Linked DNA regions of Gossypium hirsutum: region 2 is linked to region 1. A link is a contact called in public Hi-C data. All regions are on one chromosome and are shown on one strand. Each heading gives the region's core, a stretch centred on a gene start, on an enhancer-like site or on the middle of the called end of the contact. The rest is flanking DNA. Distances are from core to core; before and after follow the strand shown. Region 1 holds the start of LOC107931243 (S-adenosylmethionine synthase 4). Region 2 holds the start of LOC107931202 (heavy metal-associated isoprenylated plant protein 6).

Region 1 (3,528 bases), core at 767-3,266:
CAGAGCCAATCCATGGATAAAAATACGAGTCCAACATGTTTAAGGAGTATTTTTTTTATTTTTTAGAAATTTTAATATTTTTTCATATTTTTTAAAAATTAAAATAAATTATTTGATTTTTATTTTTTTTACTTTTTTGAAAATCAAAAAGTTTTTATTTTTTCATAATTTTATAATACTTCAAACCAGATCCAAAAATTCGATTAGATCCAGAGCGCCATAGTAGTTGTCGAAGCTAAACATAAAATTTAAAATATATAAATAATCTATAATTTAACAAAATCATGCTTATAAAAAAATTAAAAACAATTAACATAACATAGTGAAATAACTAAACAATTACCTGATATAAAAGCGATCAACTAAACTGATTGATCCAATTACACTCTTTAGCCGCGATGTTGCTTCAACACAAACTCATGAATTTTTTTTTTTTTTTTTGTAAACTACGTATGAAATTAAAAACTCAAATCCAATGCTAAGTGGTGATCTCCAATTTCTAATTTTATCAAATATTAAAATTAATTTAAAAATAAAATAAAAAAATTATTAACAATTTGTGGAGTCGTTTCGAATAAAGTAAGAATCCTTAAAACATTTCAACAACAATTTGAACGATTTTCCACAATCCATCAATATAATTGACATTTTCATTTCATTCATAAATAGACATAAATTTCACATTTTTAAAATTAGCCCAAGCAACACAAGAAGGAAAAACATTTACACACATGAGTGCTCAACCGAATTCCCAATAGTTGTTGGGGATCAATCTGTATACATAAATATTGTACGTTATTATGGTATTTCTATTAAAATAAAAATGCATAGGATATGTTTACATTTTGGTGTAAACTCAGGTTGGTATAAATTTCACTGATACATTTTTGTCTATTTTGATTTGTATCCATAAGTTTAAGCTTGTAATGCTTATCAATTCATACATTATTTTAAACTTTTAAATTAATTTTTATTTTTTATCTTAATTATTTTTATAATTACTTTAGAAAATAAAATATAATAATTTAATTAAGTTGTTGAACATAATTAATTAATTTTAAAATTAATATTTTCATATAAATATATTTATATGTTTATAATTGAAATATGTTTACATGTAAAATAAAAATAAAAAAAATACTAATAAACATGAAATGATATATCGAAATATAACAATACAAATATGTATTTGTATCAAAACAAAAAAAAAAAAAAACATGTCCATCTATATGTTAGGAGAGTTGCTCTCCTAAGATAATTTTTAAAAATAAAAAGTCACTCTTATTCTTATACAATTTTTTTTTTTTTACTTTGTCAATAACCATTAATTTATTTTTAAAAAAACCACTTATATAATGTATGTATAATAGGTAGTCTTATTAGAAAATTTTAAAGAGAGTAAATAATGATAAAATTATTTGAATGAGATGACGTTATCTTAATTAACGAACATCAATTTATAGAATTATGCTTTGTTAATTTTTAAATATAATTATGCATTATTAACATATTTAAATATATCAATTTTAAAAAAAATTATTTTAACCCTTCATTTAATTTTTTGCTTCTTTTAATCCTTAAACTTGCGTTGTTTGTCAAATTACCCAAAAATAGAGGGAAAGTTAACGTTAACTTTACTGGTATAACATTCAAATAGATTGCCACTTGAATGTCTCATTAACAATTGATTATTTAAAATATTTAAAAATTAAAAAATTATTTTAAAACATTTAAAATTATAAAAAATATTTTAAAATTTAATTAATTGCTAATGTGGTCTACATGTGGATGCCACATCAGTAAAATTAACAAACTTTAACTTTTTCATCTATTTTGAGATAATTTGATAAATAATGTAAGTTAAAGAGTTGAAAGAAGAAAAAAAATTAAATAAATGGTTAAAATAATTTCCTTTATAAAGTTAGAGGATAAAATAAGAATTATCCCTAAATTTAATGCAACTTCTTTTACTTGTAAAGGATTGATATAATTGGACCCAACATCAACGTGAAAGAGGACTTGAATTTACAACATATTGATACAAGATCCAATCTCTGCCCTCCAATCTCGTCGTCCAGAAATAGTCAAAATTTAAAGGGTCAAGATTGTTTGAAAAAAATTGTGACGAGAAGCAGGAGATAATACAATATGGGGGGTGGAGAAAAGCAGGGGAAGAGCCAAACACCGAAAAGGGCGGGGAATCGCGAGTGATTAAGAGCGAATCAAACGATTCGTCTTTCGGTCATATAAATAATATCCCATTTCTCCCTGTACTTCAATTCCCTCTCCTCTCTTCCTCTTTCCATTTTCAATCTCTTCTTTCAGATCTCATTGAAAGGTACTGCTCCTTTTCCTTTCTCTTTTTTCCTTTTTCCTTCACAATAAAATGCTTTGAACAGATCGATTCGAATATTATCAAGATTTCCTTTTTTATTATAAATGGAAGTGGAATTCATTTCGTTTGAGAATGAGCTTTTTTTTTCTTTAATAATTAAACTCTTGATTCTGTTTTTGTTCATCAGATTTGTGAAATTAAGGATAATATTTGGTTCATCTATAAAAGTTGTAGCTTTCGAATGCTACTGATCTCTCTATATGTTTTGTTATGTCCATAAATTGCTCGATTTCATAAATCCCTAGGTAACTAATGTTGAATTGTTCTTTTTGGTTGCTTTGCTTCCCCCCCCCCACCAACCCTCCCCACCTAAAAACAAGAATGTAATTTGGATGCAAAAGTTGATTATATGTTGAAATAAAATGTATTTTTTTTTGTTTCGTGAATAATAATCATTTCCATTGTCTTTGTAGTTTAATTGTATATTTAATCTTTTACTCTAACATGAAAAAACAAATTCTCAGAAACTTTTGATAACGTAGAAAGGAAGTATATTTACAATGAAATAATGCATTAATGTGTCATAGAGTGAAATTTTGAAGTTGAATTCTAGTCTGATGAGGATATTTGTTTCTTTTTTTGGATTTTATTACCATAAGACTTTGAGCTGTGGTGTGTTAAATTTGTTGTTTTCCAACTAAAATTTTCACTTTAAGGAACATTAATTTAGCGCCTTATGATGTGACAAGGTAGATATGGACACCTTCCTATTCACTTCCGAATCTGTCAATGAGGGCCACCCCGACAAGATTTGCGACCAGGTTTCAGATGCTATTCTTGATGCATGCCTAGAACAAGATCCAGAAAGCAAAGTAGCTTGTGAAACTTGTACCAAGACAAACATGGTTATGGTCTTTGGCGAGATCACAACCAACGCTAAAGTTGACTATGAGAAAATCGTTCGTGATACTTGCAGAGGTATAGGGTTTACATCAGCTGATGTTGGCCTTGATGCTGACAACTGCAAAGTTCTAGTTAACATTGAGCAACAGAGCCCTGATATTGCTCAAGGAGTTCATGGCCACCTCACCAAGAAGCCTGAGGAAATTGGGGCTGGTGACCAGGGTCACATGTTCGGTTATGCAACTGATGAAACCCCTGAGTTTATGCCTCTAACCCATGTGCTTGCAACC
Region 2 (3,528 bases), core at 597-3,096, 160 kb before region 1:
TTTCTACTAAGCTTTGAATTTTGTTAAATTTTGCCACCAATTTTAAATTTTTAATTGAATTTTACCACTAAATATTAATTTTGATGATATAAAAATATAATTTAAAAAAATCTTGCAACTATTTTATTTTAATAGTTAAAAATAATTTCATTTATAAATATTAAAAATTAAGAAATAAATTGGAATTTTTTATTTAATGAAATAAAAAGTTCAAAAATAAAGTAACATATATCATAAAAGGAAAGAAACCAAGTTTATTTTTAATAACAACTTTTTATTTAATTTTAATATTATATTATTAACTTATTATTTTAAAATATTAAAGTAAAATATTAAAATTTATAATTTTTTTTGTTGAAATTATTTTAAATTAATTTTATTTTATTAGATATCTCATCATCAGCTAAAACAAAAAAAATTAGTAGAAAACTTATAAATGAATAAATAATATTAATAACTTTATTTAAATAAGGGTTATAGGTTTATAATTTATGGTTTATGACTTAAATTTTTATATTTGGATAAAAAAAGTTTTATATTGGATTTGAATTTTGCGTTTTGAATTTTGTCTTTTAAGTTCAGGTTTAAAAAAAAATTAATTTTTATTTTTATGTCTTCAATTTTTTTTATTTTACTAGTGAAGAGATGGAATTTTGTTATTTATTAATGATACATAAAACTCATGTATTGATGAAACAACAAATATTAACTCATAAAAAAATGCACTATTATAACGTAAATTTTGAATTCTTGCCAAACATTATAGTAAACTAATTTTTTTTATCTTATGCATTGTACAGGTTAGTTGTATCTATTAATTATAATTTAGTATTTTATTTTAAATTTTTAAAAATTCATACATTTTCACAAATAACATAAAATAATATAGCCTTAATATTGTAGAAAATATTGCATATTATTCAACCCTTGAATCTTCTTGATTAATCTTTATGATGTTCTTGTTCATTTCAGCTCTTCAACAAATTTTTCATTAATTTTAAGTTGTTCGTTGTACAATGTATATCTTAATGGATGACTCCCGTCTATAATCTTAATGTAAATATATATATATGGAGAATAAATAATATTAAAATAAATTATGTAAAATAGAAAATTTTTAAATAGGAAAATAAGGTTAAAAAACATTAAACTATCATGATCTGATTTATAACTTTTTGTTGTATTTCATCATCTCTTTAGTAATCCTATTTATAGGCCTTCACACATGCATAAAATGAAAGAAAGAAAGGTGGGCTTTAAATATTTGTTTTATTTTATTTAAGTTTTTCATTAATTGTTGTGGTTACATATTTATTATTGCATGCTTTAAATATTTGTTTTATTTTATTTAAGTTTTTCATTAATTGTTGTGGTTACATATTTATTATTGTATATGATATTAATTTACTTTTAAAAGATGGTTATAGCAAATAAAATTTAATATGAAACAAATTATTGAAATTATAAGTATTTACTATTTATTATTATGGTAATTAATGGGCTTAGTTATAAATTATGTTGATAATAAATTACAATTCAAAATAAAGTATTAATCATTAATAATGCAAATGTGAAAAAAAAGTTATTTATAAAAGTTATTATGCTGATTAAATTTTATAATATTTTTATCTAATTTAAATAGAAGTTAACTATAGAAAGTATTTTAACTAGATATAAAAACATTAAAAATTAAATCAAAAATTTTAGTTAGTAGAAATATTTTTTTATAAAAATTTTATTTTAGTTTGTAACACCTTAAAATATATAGGTTTATATGAAAAAAAAAACCCTTCATGACTTCATCACTTAAATGCCATACCTAACGTCAAATCCCCATCACCATCATCATCACATGCATTTCCTTCCTCAACAGCCATACATGACATACATCATCATACATACACCCATACCCCATTAACCGCCTCACTTCTCTATATATTCTCTTCTTTGCCTCCAATTTTTCTCTTCAAGCAGCTCATTGCTAATCCTCTCAATCTCCCAACTAAAAACAAACCAAATCGGTATAACGAATAATAATTCAGTCAACCAATGGGTGAGGTTAGTGAGTAGCTCTTGTCTAACTGATCCTCTCTGGTTTTCATTTTTTCCTTTCAATCCTCCAAATTTTTTAGTTTTTCTTTTTCCTTCTTGTGCTTAATATTATTTTGTTATTCATTTACCAGCAAAAAGAAGGAGCTAAACCTGAAGCCGAGAAGAAGCCCGCCGCCGATTCCGGCTCTAAGAAAGATGACGGCAAGGTCACCGCCGTATACAAGATTGATATGCATTGTGAAGGCTGTGCCAAGAAGATCAAACGCTCGATTAAGCATTATGAAGGTAATTAGTTTATGATTGAATAATTATAAATAAGTTTCGGAACTTGTCAAAATATTTAAGGGAATTTCCTTGAGCTTACTCCTTTTGGATTGTTCGTCAAATTTTCCGTGTTGATCGAGGAATTGGATAAGGGATGGACTGTGGTGCTAATTTTTTTCAACCTTAATTAGAAAGAGGGAAAAAAAAGAAAATAATTTCAGACATTGGAGTAAGTGGAAATCTAATTGAATATTTCCTAACACGGATTGTTGTTGTTGTCGGTGAAGGTGTGGAAGATGTGAAAGCGGATTGTGGAGCCAACAAACTAACTGTGATTGGCAAAGTGGATCCCGCCAAAATCAGAGATAGATTGGCTGAGAAAACCAAGAAGAAAGTCGACCTAATTTCTCCTCAACCTAAAAAGGATGCCGCCCCCGCCGGCGGTGATAAAAAGCCCGACGCCGAGAAGAAACCTGAAGAGAAAAAGGAAGAGAAAAAGCCACCTAAAGAGGTAATTTCACCCAAAAAAGAAAAAAACGGTTTTAATGTGCGCATGTTAGTCATGCAAAGAATCTGGAGAAGTTGAGTTGTACAAATCGGAAAATTAAAAATTTAGTAACGTATTCAATTAGAGTTTGGTTTAAAATTATGAATGCTGATTTGTTAGAGTTTTGCCTAATTAATTGTGTTTCATTTTTTTTTTTGGCAACAGAGTACGGTGGTCTTGAAGATTAGAACACATTGTGACGGTTGCATTCACAAAATTCGCAAAATCATCTTGAAAGTTAATGGTAAGTTTAATCATGATTAATTTTGAATTGATTCAATATTTAATTAGTAGCGTATAGCCTATGACGGTGTTTGTTTAATTACACAACGTAATCCTGATGCATGTGTTTTGTTTTTAAATGAATTAAAATAGGAGTTCAATCAGTGGACGTGGATGGAGCTAAAGATTTAGTAACCGTAAAAGGCACAATGGACGTGAAAGACATCGTTCCTTATCTCAGGGAGAAGTTGAGACGAAATGTAGAGGTGGTTCCCCCTAAGAAAGAAGATGCCGGTGAGAAGAAAGACGGCGGAGAGAAGAATGACGCCGGCGGTGATAACAAAGAGAAAGGAAAAGAAGCTGCTGCTGCGGGCGGAGGCGAGAAGGAGGAAGGAGGAGGTGGAAAGAAGGAAGGCGGCGAGAAGAAGGAAGGAGGAGGCGGG

The links. Hi-C and Micro-C count contacts between places; a contact is called where the count stands out from the background.
Region 2: a contact with region 1 is called in a Hi-C map of leaf, with 2.6 times the contacts expected there. The contact joins the promoter of LOC107931202 here to the promoter of LOC107931243 in region 1. A contact is called at or near these places in 2 of 34 Hi-C or Micro-C datasets (both in leaf).

Annotation. Positions count from the first base shown.
Region 1 is chrA04:65,442,366-65,445,893 of Gossypium_hirsutum_v2.1, reverse strand. LOC107931243 (S-adenosylmethionine synthase 4) reads left to right here and starts at 2,016. Exons shown (of 2, transcript XM_016863076.2): 1 at 2,016-2,338; 2 at 3,089-3,528. The coding sequence starts at 3,091.
Region 2 is chrA04:65,604,515-65,608,042 of Gossypium_hirsutum_v2.1, reverse strand. It overlaps LOC107931202 (heavy metal-associated isoprenylated plant protein 6), which reads left to right and starts at 1,846. Exons shown (of 5, transcript XM_016863007.2): 1 at 1,846-2,058; 2 at 2,184-2,337; 3 at 2,604-2,827; 4 at 3,029-3,107; 5 at 3,239-3,528. The coding sequence starts at 2,050.